Regions from separate parts of the Sus scrofa genome. Here region 2 is linked to region 1. Evidence: chromatin contacts called from public HiChIP or PLAC-seq data. All regions are on one chromosome and are shown on one strand. The core of a region is the stretch at or near the end of the contact, and the rest is flanking DNA. Distances in the headings are between cores, read along the strand shown.

Region 1 (7,499 bases), core at 2,569-5,068:
TTTTTGGAAGGGTCATCATTCATCATGTATTTCAGGAATGAGTGTACAAAGGTTTGACAGGATGAATAAGACTATAATTCCTTATCTTTTAAAATATCTTTAAATATAGCAACACACAGAGCTAATGTGCCCAAGAAACAACAATAACTCAAAGTCCCCTTCCTGAATTGCAGCTGACAGTTTATAGTCATCACCATATAGATAATACACCTTAGAAGTTAAAACAGGAGTTTCCATCATGGCGCAGTGGAAACGAATCCAACTAGGAACCATGAGGATGCAGGTTCAATCCCTGGCCTTTCTCAGTGGGTTAAGGATCCAGCATTGCTGTGAGTTGTGGTATAGGTCCAGATGCAGCTTGGATCCTACTTTGCTGTGGCTGTGGTGTAGGCTGGACGGCTACAGCTCCGAATAGACCCCTAGCCTTGGAACCTCCATATGCCACGGGTTCAGCCCTAAAAAAAAAAGAAGTTAAAACACAATTTCTGGACTGAGGCCAACCTAGGTCTGAATTCAAGCAATGCCAATTACAAGCTACAGTCCTGAGCAGGACACTTTTTTTTTTTTGGCTTTTTGGGGCTGCACCTGCGGCATATGGAGTTTCCTAGGCTAGGGGTTGAATCAGAGCTGCAGCCACCGTCCTGTGCCACAGCCATAGCAACTCAGGATCTGAGCCTTGTCTGTGACCTACACCACAGCTCACAGCAATGCTGGATCCTTAATCCTCTGAGCAAGGCCAGGGATCGAACCTTCATCCTCATGGATACTTACTTGTTGGGTTCCTTATTGGCTGAGCCACACGGGGAACTCCCTGAGCAGGATACTTTAAACCTTGGTTTCCTCCTCTGTAGAGATATTACTGTTACCTACCTTCCTTAGAGTTGTGAGGATTAACTCACGTAATGTGTGTACCACATTTACCTAGTATCTGGAAATAGTAAATATTCAATGCCTTTTAGTTATTACCCTTTAAATAAAGGAATTTGGTTTACTGATGCGAGTTTAAGTTTAGGCTGCATTCTCCTGTTTATCCTTGGCCACCAGGGGGCACCATTGCCTCTGTCCATTTTTAAGAGGTCATTTCAAGGTCAAGATGACCTCAATCCTCAGCCCTCTCCCCTTTGCTCGCTCCAGTTCTCAGGCACTTAGTTGTATTTAGACCTAGGGCTAATTTGGCTGCTTTATTCATGCTAATCCTTCTCCCTTAACTTTCCCCCTGACCTCCCCAGGTCCCAGTCATGGTCAAGGAAAGACTCTAAGCCAGCTCCTGGGAGATACCATTTAGTCCTTTTGAACTCCCTGGTCTTTCCCATTGGCCTTATAGCAGTGGATATCAGGACTGAACAACTTCAAAACAAATCATAAAGTCCTCATGACACAGGCTTCAGGACACTGTAAACATTATGGTTCCCCACCCTTCCTCCAAATGCCAGCGCTCCAAACTAAGTTACCCTTATGGTCACTCAATAATTATCCCTTTGGTAGCCTCATCCTGAGAATGCCTCCTGTTCTCTTGGAGCACTGGCGTTCAGTCCTCTAGTATGCTGGCTAGTCTCTGTGGATAATTAACCAGAGAGAAGAAACCAGGTCAGACTCTTCCAGAGTTAGGAGGAAAACTTCTGTGAGATGCTAAATTGGGAGCAGATATTGATCAGTGGAGCTTTGAAGTCACCGAATTGATAGCTGAGGTCAGTCCTCTGAGGCACTGCTGGGCTCTTCTTTATGAAGTTCTTTGCTAAGACCTACCTCACCTCCAAGCCAGAGGTGCATTGGTTGGTAGGTGTAACGCTGAGTACCAGGAAACTTGGGAAGAGAAAATGGCATTCTTTCTCTTTTTTCCAAGTCCAAGCTATAAACGAGGTTCTTTATAAACTGGGTCTATCTAAACCTGGCTTAGATGGTACTGAGACCTCTGAACTTTGATACTGCTGTGTGAGGAGATAAAAGAACTGTTCACTTGGGGCTGGGGTTTGTAGATAAAGTGCCTTAGTCCTTGGGTCAGTTCCCCCCTGCCCTCAGGTCAATGACAATGAAAGGCCTGGGGAGGTAGAAAGGTCCTAAGTTCTTGTCTACCGAGAGGAATTAGTTAAGAATGATATGAAAGCAGTTTCCATCGTGGCGCAGTGGAAAAGAATCTGACTAGAAACCATGAAGTTGTGGATTCAATCCCTAGCCTTGCTCAGTGGATTAAGGATCTGGCATTGCCCTGAACTGTGGTATAGGTCACATATGTGGCTGGGATCCCGTGTCATGTGGCTGTGGCATAGGCTGGCGGCTCTAGCTTTGATTCAACCACAGACCTGGAAACCTCCGTATGCCTCGGGTGTAGCTCTAAAAAGCAGAGGAAGAAAAAGATAATGAAAGGTCATTTTAGTGCTATGGTTCATTTATAACGGTCTCTGGGGAGCATGATAAAAAGTGTATAGAAGACAGCCAAATAGGTGTAAAGGTCCGGAGGTCCTATGGGAGTGACAGCAGTGATGTGACAAAAAGGGAGGTGATGAAGTTCCATTGTGGCACAGCAGAATAAAGATCCAGTTTGTCACTGCTGTGGCACGTGTTCATCCCTGGCCCAGGAAATCAGGCTGCAGGCCTTGGCCAAAGGGGGGGGGGTGAGGTGATTTTTGTTGCGGGTTGGTTTTTGACGCCTCAACTTTTTTTTTTATAGTCACACCTGTGGGTTATGGAAGTTCCTGGGCTAGGGGTGGAATCAGAACTGCAGCTGCTGGCCACAGCAATGTTGGATCTGAGCTTCTCTCATCTGTGAACTTCCCCACAGCTTGAGGCAGTGCCAGATCCTTAACCCACTGAGCGAGCCGGGGATAAACCTGCATCCTCATGGACACTATGTCAGGTTCTTAACCCACTGAGCTACAGTGGGAACTCCAAGCTCATCTTTCAGCTAGATAGATGTGGGGTGGACTGGCTGTGTGGGGTTATGTGACTGGAGTGGCACTGAAACTAATGATCTGTACCCAGAGGGCCTGACCTGCACCGGAAGCCTTCATATTAAGGGGGCCTAGTAAGATTTGGATTTCTTGGCACTAGACACAAAACTGAGAGTCCGCAAAAACCACTGGATATTCAGGGACCTACCTCAGCTTTCCTTCTCCACATTCTGGGGTCTGTTGGTATCTACAATGCCATGGCTTCCGCTTGCCTCAAATGACCTCCACCAAGTAGCTAACTCTAACATCACTGCCTCTGTCCACATTGTATCACCTCTATGGCCATTAAGTCATTGACCAAAGACACTGTTCAAGATAGCATGCCAAAGAAGTAGGACCACTTGCATTGATAGTGTATTAAGGGGTTGACTTCCGAGGACCTTTAAAAATCGAAGTCCTTAGCGCTTTTTCACTAAAAGCCATCTCAGAATTAACCCCAACTGTGGATAAGGGTTAAGGAGAAAGCCTAAGAAGGAAGTTAACTGGGGTCTCAGGCACATACTTAGCCACCTATACGCTTCCCCCCGCCCTTACACCCTTAATTAGCCTACCTCGGACGGTCCAATCCTCCCCATCACAACTGCTGTCAACGGCTTAGGGCCCGCCCCCCACGCAGGCCGGACCAATGGCCGAGCCCGGAGCAAGCCCTTGAGAGGGGGCGGGAGCGGGTTCCGGGCGGTAGGCGGGGCTTCCTTGAGGACCCCGGGCTGGGCGCCGCCGCCGGCTCGTCTACCCTTTCCCTCAGCAGCCTCCTTTCAACCTTGTCCCCCCCCCAAGCCAGCGCGGCTTCTGGGGCAGCGGCGGCGGCAGCTCCCGTTCCTGCCGCATTTCTCTTCCCTCCTTCCCTCCCCGCCAGATCTCCGAATTCGCCTGCCATGGCCTTACTCACTGCGGCCGCCCGGCTCTTCGGAGCCAAGGTGAGTAACTAAGGGAGGGAGCGCGCCGTCCTGGGGTGGGGCTGAGGAGACTGCAGGCCCTCAAGCTCCGGGGTCTCCCTCCCCTACCCAGACGCACTCCAGCGCGTCTTAAAGGCACCCTGCGCTTGGCTGGCCGCCAGCCCTGCCTGGAGCTCCCAGGGCCATGTGCTTCGCTGGCCTTCCGGCCCCTGGGGTGAAAGGAGTGCTACTCGCCCGGCTTGCGGTCTTGGGTGGGTGGGGAGGCCGGACCCTACTGTCACCTCGCATGTCTGGAGCGGCGGGGTCGGGGGTGCGGGCGGATGCTTGGCCTTGGAAAAAGGAGCCGCTAATGCAGAACATAGGTGTTGTGTTCCATTGGAGTTAGGAAAAGAGCCTGTTTGGAGGAGGGGGCGGGGTAAGACAAGTGGCCGCGGTAAGACAAGCGGCAGGGGTGAGCAAGTGTGCTCACTCTATCCCTGGACCAAAGCTGGAGCAGTAGCTAATTTCGGCTTCTGCTTTGTAGAAAGGGCCTTGTCAGTTTCTGAACTGCCTGCTTGCATTTTTCCACCCAGTTACTTTAGTGATCAAGCCGTAGCAGTCCTTGCTAGAGGAATGCGACCCTGGGTCCTCTTTGTCCTTGGAACTCTTGTACTTTTTATGTAGGAGGAGCTTGGGTGGGTGGAGCGCCTGTGTAAAACCTTCTTCATGATTATCACATATGATTGGAGAAAGAACCGGAAAAGTTATTTGCCCAAACTGCAGGCTAAGTGAAGATCCAGGGCAGAAGATAGTAATTCCAAGGTTACATGACTGGTCCTCCTACTTACTCACTCAGGTTTTGTTATTAGTTCGCTCTACCTAGGAGAGGTTCTTCTTATTCTGTGGGGTCTTTTACTTGACTTTTGCTACCCCTGGGACCATAGGAGTATTGTTGCAGGTAATGGTGCTTTCAATTTCATATTGCCAAAATTACTTTTGTCGCTGGGTAACTTGACCCTTTAAACAGAGAAACTGCTGTGCTGAGGGGAGTCCCAGCCTTCTAATCCAAGGAGGGACAGTTCCACAAGTGACCTTGACTCCTGCAAAGAACTTATACTTTCTCTTTTGCAGACAGATTAAAGCTGCCAGCACCTGAAGGGAAGGAAAGGAAAACTTTAGAATGGTGTTGGCTTACTGTGTGTTATCTTGCATGGCTGGCAGACAAGGTGAGGCCTATAGGATTTACACTGGGGTTCTTTCAGGCACTCAGCAGCAGAGTGGAGGCTGATCATTTGGGAGATACATGTCTTATTTGACAGTAGTTCTCCCACTGCCAGAGAACAGGGTAAGGAAGCCTCTTGGGAAATGAAGCAAGTTCTAGATAGTGTTTTGGCAGAATACAGGACACTATAATTAGCTCATTCCAGAGCTGCTAACCCAGACCAGATTGTCTAACCCTAGGGTGAGTTTGAAAAAGCTTTTAGAATTTAGATTTGAATTTATTTTGTCTCCTAAGCCTCTGGAGAAACTCCGAAAGCTTTTGGGTTGACCAGGTTACCTAATTATAGTGTCATTATTGTTTTGTTTACTTTCCTGTTAAAGATGCACCTAAGGATTCCAGAAACCTGTATATTGGAAGCCACTAGAAGGCTTTTGACCCTTAAAATTAACAAAGCCCAATAGTCTGAGGAGTGGAAATTTCCTGAGATCTAAGCAGTATAGCCAGGATATCAAAAAGCCTTTCACTTTGTCAGCATTGCCAGCTCCTGCCTGAGCTTTGCAGATTATCCTGTGGCTTAATTGGTACTCAGTTTTACTTTTGCTATTAAGGTAGGCTTTAGAAGGCAAAAATAGTCTTTTAACCCCAGAAAACTGACCTCTGCCCACTTTAATTCTCAGGGTTAGGTGTGGTTTCACTTTTTCTGAGAAATTTTTTTAATCTCACTAGCAGACGCAAATGCCAGTCATTGTTTTGTCATTCCACCCTACCCCCGTCAGGTAATTTAATCAACATTTGAGTTGGAGAGACCACCTCTTCAGAGCCTTAAATTATTTGACTTCTTGTTTATTTGAATGAATTTCTACCAGGCAGTGGCTTTAGAATTACATGTGGGTGTCTTAGCTTTGTGCTGTAAATACTGTCTTTTCATAGGTGATTTAGGTTGGGAATTAGAGTAGGGCCATCAGTTAACTTCTGGATTCTTTTTATTTATTTATTTATTTTTTTTTTGTCTTTTTGCCTTTTCTAGGGCCACTCCTGCAGCATATGGAGGTTCCCAGGCTAGGGGTCAAATTAGAGCTACAGCTGCCGGTCTACACCAGAGCCACAGCAACTCCGGATCCGAGCCGCATCTTCGACCTACACCACAGCTCACAACAATGCCGGATCCTTAACCCACTGAGCAAGGGCAGGGATCGAACCCGCAACCTCATGGTTCCTAGTTGGATTCGTTAACCACTGCACCACGACGGGAACTCCAACTTTTGGAGTCTTAATGCCAGAGTGACTTTACCAACCTTAGTTGCTGCTTGTACCATTGAGATTTGTTCCTCTGAGCTAGGATGTTTGGTAACTGAGTAAATCAATCCAAAAGTGTTTTTAGATTATTTCTAGACTTTTTCATGACATTTAAATTGATACTCATGATTCCTTTACAGTAGACCTACACCACTGCTGAACACCTCTTACATAAATCCTAGTCTGAAATTGGGTTCAACAAAACTGAGTCATGGAATTTCTGTTGTGGTACAGCGGAAACAAATCCAACTATGAACCATGAGGTTGCAGGTTCAATCCCTGGCCTCACTCAGTGAGTTAAGGATCCAATGTTGCCGTGAGCTGTGGTGTAGGTCACAGACACAGCTCAGTTCTCGTGTTGCTGTGGTTGTGGTGTAGGCCGGCATCTGTAGGTCTGATTAGACCCCTAGCCTGGGAACCTCCAAATACCGTGGGGTGCAGCCCTACAAAGACAAAAACAAAACAACAACAACAACAAAAAAAACTGAGTCAGTTTTGTCCTGTGAAATGTTAGGCTTAGAGCCCCAAACTTTTAAGAGCAAGCAATCAAATCATTCATCTTTTTCAAGCACTTGCCTTCACTTTATCAGCCTACCCAAAGTAATGGCGATTTCTTGATGCCTACTAGATGGACCAAAGATGAAAAGTGGAGAATAAAGCCTCATCATGTGCTTTATAGTGTTGGTATGATTGCATTTGTTCTTCCTAGTGGTCTTTAGATTGGTAGCAGGTGAATGCATGGGTGTGGGGAGGCATCGAGGTGAGTAGTGGTGAAATAGATAATCAGAGGAGGGAAGGCTGGCATTCCTCATTCTGAAATCCAGGTGGGCAGAAGGCAGGAAAGCAGACTTGGTGGATTTCCCTAAAGCCACAGAGTAATTCCTTCTGCCCTGTTTTCAGTGCCTTATGTGAAAGAGTTGAGTAGGATTTGAGTGAAATTTAAAACAGTAGTGAGGCAACTTTAGCAGTAGATCTTAGGATCTCTTTCAGTTCTTCCCTCAACTACCCTAACTGCTATATTTCTTTTAACATCTTATCCTTTAAAAAGGTCTGTAAGTTCACAGTGGGCATCACCACTTGGGGTGCTTGTTAACGTTGCACATTTGCAAATCCTCCTTCAAATTTTGATTCAGTGAAGGTGGGATGAGATCTGGAACT
Region 2 (7,499 bases), core at 2,852-5,351, 280 kb before region 1:
TTAGGATCAGATCTTTGGTGACTTGGTGTGATTTGCTTTAGAGCAAGCAAGATGAGACCAGCAGTTCCTAATGAGTGTTAATGAAGTCTCTTAGGTTTCCAGGTACTCCATGTTTAAAATCTGATTTTCTTTAACAGCACCTAAGAGTAGGAGTGGGAGAACCAGACACTGATCTTAGCTGAGGGCCCTCCTAACCCCCAAGTAACTAATTTGTTTCAGTTAAGAAGTGAGATAAGGTGCTAAAGTGTTCATATGTGAGTATAAATTTGTATTAACCCTTAGGTTTTTGTCCAAATTAAAGGAATGTAAATGTTTACTCAGGCCTCTCATTTTCTCACAGGACTACAAATCCCTCCAAGATATCATTGCCATCCTGGGCATGGATGAACTTTCTGAGGAAGACAAGTTAACTGTGTCCCGTGCACGGAAAATACAGCGTTTCCTGTCTCAGCCATTCCAGGTTGCTGAGGTCTTTACAGGTCACTTGGGGAAGTTGGTACCCCTGAAGGAGACCATCAAAGGATTCCAGCAGATTTTGGCAGGTGAGATCTCAAGTATAAAATGGCAGAGAAGCTGAAATCCCTTGAATACTTGCTATGTATGTCATGTTCCCATTTAAGGAATCAGCAAGTAATATATAAGTATACTGTGCCTAGTATAATTTTTATGCAAAAAGTTATTTCCCATCAATTTTTGGAAGTACTTGATTTCTGAGAGTGAGACTGAGAGCTTTCAGTGCTAACTATTCTAAGTGAATTACAACATCATCATAAGGAAGGCACAGAGTTCCTGTCATGGCTCAGTGGTTAACGAACCTGACTAGTATCCATGAGCACATGGGTTCAATTCCTAGCCTCTCTCAGTGGGTTAAGGATCCAGTGTTGCTGTGAGCTGTGGTGTAGGCCAGCGGCTACAGCTCCGATTCGACTCCTAGCCTGGGAACCTCCATATGCCTCAGGTGCCACCCTAAAAAGACCAAAAAAAACCCAAAGGTATTATTCTGTTTTACAAACCAGGAAACTTATCACAAAGCCAAAACCCAATGTCATACAGCCAAAGTGGAGAGCAAGAATTTGAACGTGAATTTATGTGACTCTGGAATACTGTTTTTTTGTGGGGTTTTTTTTTTGGTCTTTTGTCTTTTCAGGGCCGCACCCACAGCATATGGAGGTTCCCAGACTGTGGGTTGAATCGGAGCTGTAGCTTCTGTGCCACAGCCACAGCAATGCTGGATCCAAGCCACTTCTGCGACCTACACCACAGCTCACGGCGATGCCAGATCCTTAACCCCCTGAGCGAGGTCAGGGATCAAACCCACAACACCTCATAGTTCCTAGTCGGATTTGTTTCTGATGTGCCATGGAGGCAACCCCTGGACAACTTGTTCTTAATCTATACTGTAGTTATGTCTTGTGAATTGGGTTTGTGAGGGAAGTTTGTTAAGAAAAGAATTCTTTTTTCTTTTCTTTTCTTTTTTTTTTTTTTTTTTTTTTTTTTTTTTTTTTTTTTTTTTTTTAGGGCTACACCCACAGCACATAGAGGTTCCTAGGCTAGGGGTCTAATCAAAGTTATCGCTGCCAGCCTACACTAGAGTCATAGCAATGCCAAATCAGAGCTGCATCTGTGACCTACATCACAGCTCACGGCAGTACTGAATCCTTAACCCGCTGAGCGAGGTCAGGGATCGAACCCACAGCCTCGTGGTTCCTAGTTGGAATTGTTTCCACCATGCCACAACGGGAACTCCCAGAAAAGATTTCTAATTGGGAGTTCCCTTTGTGGCTCATGGTTATGAACCTGTATCCATGAGGATGGGGGTTCTATCCCTGGCCTCACTCAGTGGGTTAAGGGATCCGGTGTTGGCATGAGCTGTGGTGTATGTCGAAGACTCTGCTCAGATAATCCATTGCTGTGGTTGTGGTGTACGCTGGCAGTTGCAGCTCTGATTAAACCCCTAGCCTGGGAACTTCATGTGCTGCACATGTAGCCATAAAAAGCAAAGTAAAAGATTTTTAAGATGATATGATTTCATATTCTGAATAATGGCGTCAAGTGGTGAGGTACCCACTGCAGAAAATTGATATTCTTCCACTTCTCACCAGTTGGCATTTTTTTCCATATAGGTGAATATGACCATCTCCCAGAACAGGCTTTCTATATGGTGGGACCCATTGAAGAAGCTGTGGCAAAAGCTGATAAACTGGCTGAAGAGCACTCATGAGGGAGTCCTTTTGGCAAACTAAGTACTCATCCTCTTTGTGGCCCTCTCTTGCCCCTCATCCAAAATGCAGTTTTCCCTGTAGGCCATGAGAGCCTTGATTGAAGACATTGTATTCTGTCTGAAGAGTATTTAAGGTTTCCAATAAAATGTACATCCCTCATCATCTGTCTGTTGTTCTTGGTCCTAAAAACAAAGCCAACACTGAGGTTTTTAGCAATTTTAGAATAGTCACAAGAAACAGCATGAAATGGGCCATATACGTTTGAAATGGGGTCATCAAAAAAAGAAAAGCTGCTAGTTCGGATTAATAAACTAGCATGAGTCTTGTGAGGAGTTTCCTGTGGATGATGTGATCTTACTAGTAGGGTCTCAACTTTGGCCTTTTATGTTGTTCATGGCAAATCAATTTTTTGGCTCTTCAGTATTCTATTTAGCACCTTATTTGATTAAAAAAGCAAAAGGGGACATCCTGCTGTGGTGGCATCTCTGGAACCTTGGGATGCAGGTTTGATCCTAGCCCAGCACAGTGGGTTAAAGAATCCTGTGTTGCTACAGCTGAGACTAGCTCAGATCTGATCCCTGGCCCAAAACTCTATGCTAAATAAAAAGGTTTTTTTCAGAAAAGCACACTGGGAAAAGTGGGTTGGGTGGTTTAAAAATAAGTGCTACTCTAAGAGAAGTAAGGGGTTAATCAGTGTTTTGAAGGATTAATACTGATCTGTGCAAAATTTGAGTCAACCCACCACCGCCCCACCATTGCCACGGTTTTGTTTTTTTTCATCATGTATTTTGGGCAAGACTTGTATGTGGTTCCTTGAGGCAGTGCAGGGTTTAAAGTGCCATTAGCCCTATTCTAAGATCCCTAAAAATTGAAATCTGTTACAGAGGAATAGTAATTTGCAGGGTTGCTGGGCTTGGGGTTTCTCAGCTAAATAGTGGAATTAGACAATTGCCCCTTCACTTTAGCCAACCGAAAGGTGCAGGATTATAAGAATTACTCAAAGGCACACCCAGTTTCAAACAAGTACTAGGTCGGATTTGGTGCTCCTGAAATATTTTCTGGGCCCAGACCCATATCCTGCCCTCTGGTGGTAGGGCTAGAGGCTCTGCACAAACTCTCATCTCACCATTTTGAAATCCTTGAAGGCCATTTGCAGGGATGTGGTTCTTAGCTAATGACTGTTTACAAACCGGCTGGGGCTTTTGTCCTGAGGAGGAGCCTGAATCTATAAGCTCCACCCTGAGGCATTCAAGTTGATTAGGAGCCGGGTAGGACAAACATCCCAATTCAGAGGCCCCCGGGGGCTGAAGGTTGGGGAGGGGCCTTGGGAGAGGAGCCAGGGGTGGAGTAGGGGCCTCTATAAGTTTCCTCCCATCTGCCTATGACGTCCTTGGCACCAGTCTCTTCTGTGTCGTGATCTGGACGGAAGGTGGAGCCCCTGAGCTGCCTGTGCCTGGTAGTTTGCTCCCAGAAAATCCTGAATTTGGGGAAATGCTGAGTTATGGGGTGGGGGCACACATCCTCTGGGTCAAGACTGAAGTGGGGTAAGAAGCTGGTGCAGGAGCCCCCAGGGCCGGCCCTTTTTGCTCCACTTTCCCTTGTTATCCAGATGCAGACCTGGGAACTACGACCCTAAAGGTCATTTCTATCCCTCCACCCCCACATTTACATCTCTCAGCATTCATCCAGAAACTTCTTCCTCTCACTACCTGCAACTGTTTATTTCCTTCCTCCTTCATCGGTCTCTTCTTGTAGCATGCCACTGGAGTGTCAACACAGATCTAACCTTCCTCCATATTTCTCCTGGTTCTGCCCCGTCCTCACCGCCTCCTCCCTCTCCACCCAGAGAAAGCCCCGCCCTTCCCTCCTCCCTCCCCACCCCAGTCTGTCACACAGGGACATCACCCTACAGCAGTTCAGGCTGTGGTTCGCAGGAAGCATACATTGGCTTTTTGATTCGTGCTGGTTCCCAGCTCACAGTTTGGGAGGATCTAACACCAGCCTTCACGTGAAGGGGGAATCAAGGACGGTGAGGAGCTAGGTGGTCCCAGCCCTGAAGCCCAGCCAGCCTGACATGGGTAAGTATGAAGACCGGCCCCCCTCGGGGAAGGCCTGAGGGATGCCTACCTCCCTCCCTGGCTGACTCAGCAGGGGTGGGGCCTAACCTTTGCTCTTTTGAGGGGTGAAGGAGGAGACGCCAGACTATAGGGGCACAGGGCTCAGCTGATGAGGCTGCCGACCACGAACGTTGGAAAGCTCCAGCTCCAGGGAAGAACCTGAGACTGCACCTTAGGTGGGGGCTTTCCCACCTCACCCCCATTTCCCCAGCTCCTTGAGCCTCCCACTATTTTACACTCACTGCTGCTCCCCCCTAAAAAAAGTAAAGCCTACTTTTGGTCTCATTGGAAGATTTTTTAAAGGTGTATCTTCCCCCATTTTCTCCTGGGCTTTTTAAGTCCCTGTCTTCTTTCCTCCCCCACCCTGACCCACCACCAGGTGGGGGCTGCACTGAGCAGCTGCTTCCTGTTGCCCCAGAGGTTGCTGCAAGGGTGGTGGTGGTTGGGGGAAAGCTGAACTAGAATTCAGAAAGCACAATTCTCACAGTTCTACATCAGCCTCACTAGGGCTGCTGTTGGCGGTCCCCCTTGCTCCAGTCACTGAGAAGACTCAGAGAGGGAGGACTGACATTGAAAGGCCTAGGAGGCCTAGGAGGTCTTTGCTCTCGTGGCTTCCTGATTCCAGAGACTTTTAAACTTGGGCCGAGCTTGAGGAAAGAGGCTGTGTCTTTCCACCGCTGAAGAGATTGGGTCGGTGAGGAGCTGAAACAGGGAACCTGTGCACCTGGTAGGGCCGCTGTTACCCCCAGCAGGCTCGGCCTCGAGTTCCCTCTTTGGCACCTTCACTCCTCGGGAGTCCTTGTGACTCTCACTGTCTTTCATGCCCTCCTTTGTGAAGAGATCTTTGCCAGTGCCCCCGGAGCGCAGGCGGAGCTCTCCCAAGTCCTCCAGTTCGGACCCACCACCCTCCCCCACTTCACCACCCAAGTTTCTGTCTCTTCTTCCTGGGATCTGTTCTCTTCCTCCATCTGGGATCCTTCCTGGTTCTGGCCCCTAGGAGACGCCACCAGCGTCCCCTCCCCCAGAGGATTCTTCGCGACAGCCCTATCGGAGCGTTCGTCCTTACCCCAGTAGCTCCTGCCCCTTTAAGTGCTCCCCCCCCACCTCCCGCTCCGCCGCGGCCGGCCCAGGGCTGGGGGAGGAGGCGCCGCCGCCGCCCGGCTCGGCCACCTGCGCCGCCGCCGCCGCCGCCGCCGCCCGGCCCTGCTCCAGGTGAGGCCTGGCACCTACGACCGGTCCTGGAGTCCCTGGGCGGGCCGCCCCTGCGGTCCCCTTCCCCGGGATCCCCGCTGCCCTGGACGCAGGATCTGACCCTCCCCCTGCGGGAGCTGCCCTTCCTCTCTCCCCCGCACTATCTACTCACCCATTTCTCTCCTGTCCTCTGCGACCGGAATCCGGAGGCTTCTCACGCCTCTCGGCCAATCTCTCCAGGGTACCCCTCCTACTCTGGACCTAGGATCTCCCCCTCCCCCGCGTCTTCCTCGCCAGAAAAATCTCCCGCGGTCTGGGTTTCTCCTCCTCCCTCTGGAACCATCGCTTTCCCACGCCATCCTAACCTCCAATGGGAGGGGGAATAACCGCCACCCTAACTCCTTTCCGTCCCTGTATTAAAGGAGGGGGGTGGGGGGGTTATAGAGTGGAGTCACTTTCAGGCCCGGCTCCGCTGAGCCCTTCAAGTTCAACTAACTCCCATCTGAAGCTTTTCTGTAGCCCTCATCCCACCCCATCTTTAGGACTTTAGGGGTGCCCGACCGCAGCACCCCGTCAAATAGCTCAGGTGGGAAAGGCTCTCTTGGACTTGGGGCAGGCCTGCCCAACCTAGGAATGTTCCTGCCCCAGAGTCAGAGAATGGAGGTGGGGTTGCACCCAGAATCTTGTGATTCTGGGCTTAAGGGGCTTTTGGGGGATACTGGGTTAGGGGCTAGGGCTAAGTCTCTAAGGGTGTTGGGGTGGTGGGCGAAGGCCTGGGAAACCCAGCCTTCTTTATTCAGTTGCAAAAGGAGTCCTAAGGAAATTAGGGTTTTCACTGTCCTCTCCTTGAGACCACCATGGAGGATATGAAAGGAGACTGCTGCATGGGGAAGTGGGGGGAATGGGACATATACCATTTTGGAGAGAAGAGTACAGATTATGGTCCTTCTGTGTTATAAGAGAATCTGGCCTCCCCAAAATACAGAAGGGAAGGAGACTGTTTTGCATCAAACTGAGAGGGAAGGGGGACAAGTTGGAATGGTCACAGGGTTGAGGACCATCTTCCAACTAGAACCTCTTAACACCAAGAACCCTTCAGCCATTGAGGGCAAGGGAGGTCTTTAATAATTATCCCCCTCCCTCCAAGTCCAGCTAAGACCATGGCTCTGCCCCTTTTCTTCTTGTGCTGTCATTCCTCACTACCTCCAACATCAGACACTCCAGAATGAGGGGACAGGGTGTTTGAATTTGCTTCAGACTTCTGAGTCATGTTTCACAGGCTGGGAGGGAGCTGGGGGGAGGAGAGGGTGGTCAGCAGTGGTGTTTGGAGTTGAATTCCAGGAGTACCTGGACCAGGAGAGGGAGGGAGCAGAGGGATGCAAACGAATCCCCTGTCTCTCCCTTTCTGTCTCTTCCCCCTCCCAGTCCCAGCCATCTGGCTACACCACACTGTGGCAGCTGACCCCAGAGTCAGGGTGGTGCAGCAGGAACACAGGAAGGGTGAGAAAGGGGGAGCAGGTGCTAATTTCTCCCTCCCTATTCTCTTTATTACCCACCCACTGGCCTGGCTTGAGAGAGGTTCAGCGTATTCCCTAGGTACCCCTCTCACAAGTTGCTGAAAAAAATGACTATTTGCCCCTTCCTCTTTCTAGTAGCTTCCTAAAGGGAGATGAGGTGGTTGATTGGCCACATCTGATGGGATTGAGGAATGTTTGGGACATAGGGGGTGGGTCAGTCTGCCCTCTGTCGTCTGGATGGGGGAGAGGTACAGCTGCTGCTGGGGTGGCTTCTGGCAGGAAGTAAACACCCAGCTGTTGGCATACTGACACCCCACCCTCAACTTTCCTCAAAAAGCAGGGAAGACCCCTGATTAGATGGGATGGGAGATCTCATTCAAGGAGGAAGGTGATTGTAATCTTTTTGCACCAGATAGGATAGAATGGATCCTGCCCCATTTTCTTTTCTAATC

Evidence for each region. HiChIP or PLAC-seq counts read pairs in DNA pulled down with a chosen protein or histone mark.
Region 2: a contact with region 1 is called in an H3K27ac HiChIP or PLAC-seq map of alveolar macrophages. The contact joins the promoter of BAZ2A here to the promoter of CS in region 1. A contact is called at or near these places in 1 of 5 promoter capture datasets (fetal liver) and 2 of 2 datasets of contacts at active chromatin or transcription factors (alveolar macrophages and skeletal muscle).

What each region holds. Positions count from the first base shown.
Region 1 is chr5:21,696,882-21,704,380 of Sscrofa11.1, reverse strand. CS (citrate synthase) reads left to right here and starts at 3,818. Exons shown (of 11, transcript NM_214276.1): 1 at 3,818-3,865. The coding sequence starts at 3,824.
Region 2 is chr5:21,979,635-21,987,133 of Sscrofa11.1, reverse strand. It overlaps BAZ2A (bromodomain adjacent to zinc finger domain protein 2A), which reads left to right and starts at 4,101. Exons shown (of 29, transcript XM_001927752.7): 1 at 4,101-4,300. The coding sequence starts at 4,297. ATP5B (ATP synthase subunit beta, mitochondrial) reads left to right here. Exons shown (of 10, transcript XM_001929410.5): 9 at 341-542; 10 at 2,124-2,384. The coding sequence ends at 2,221.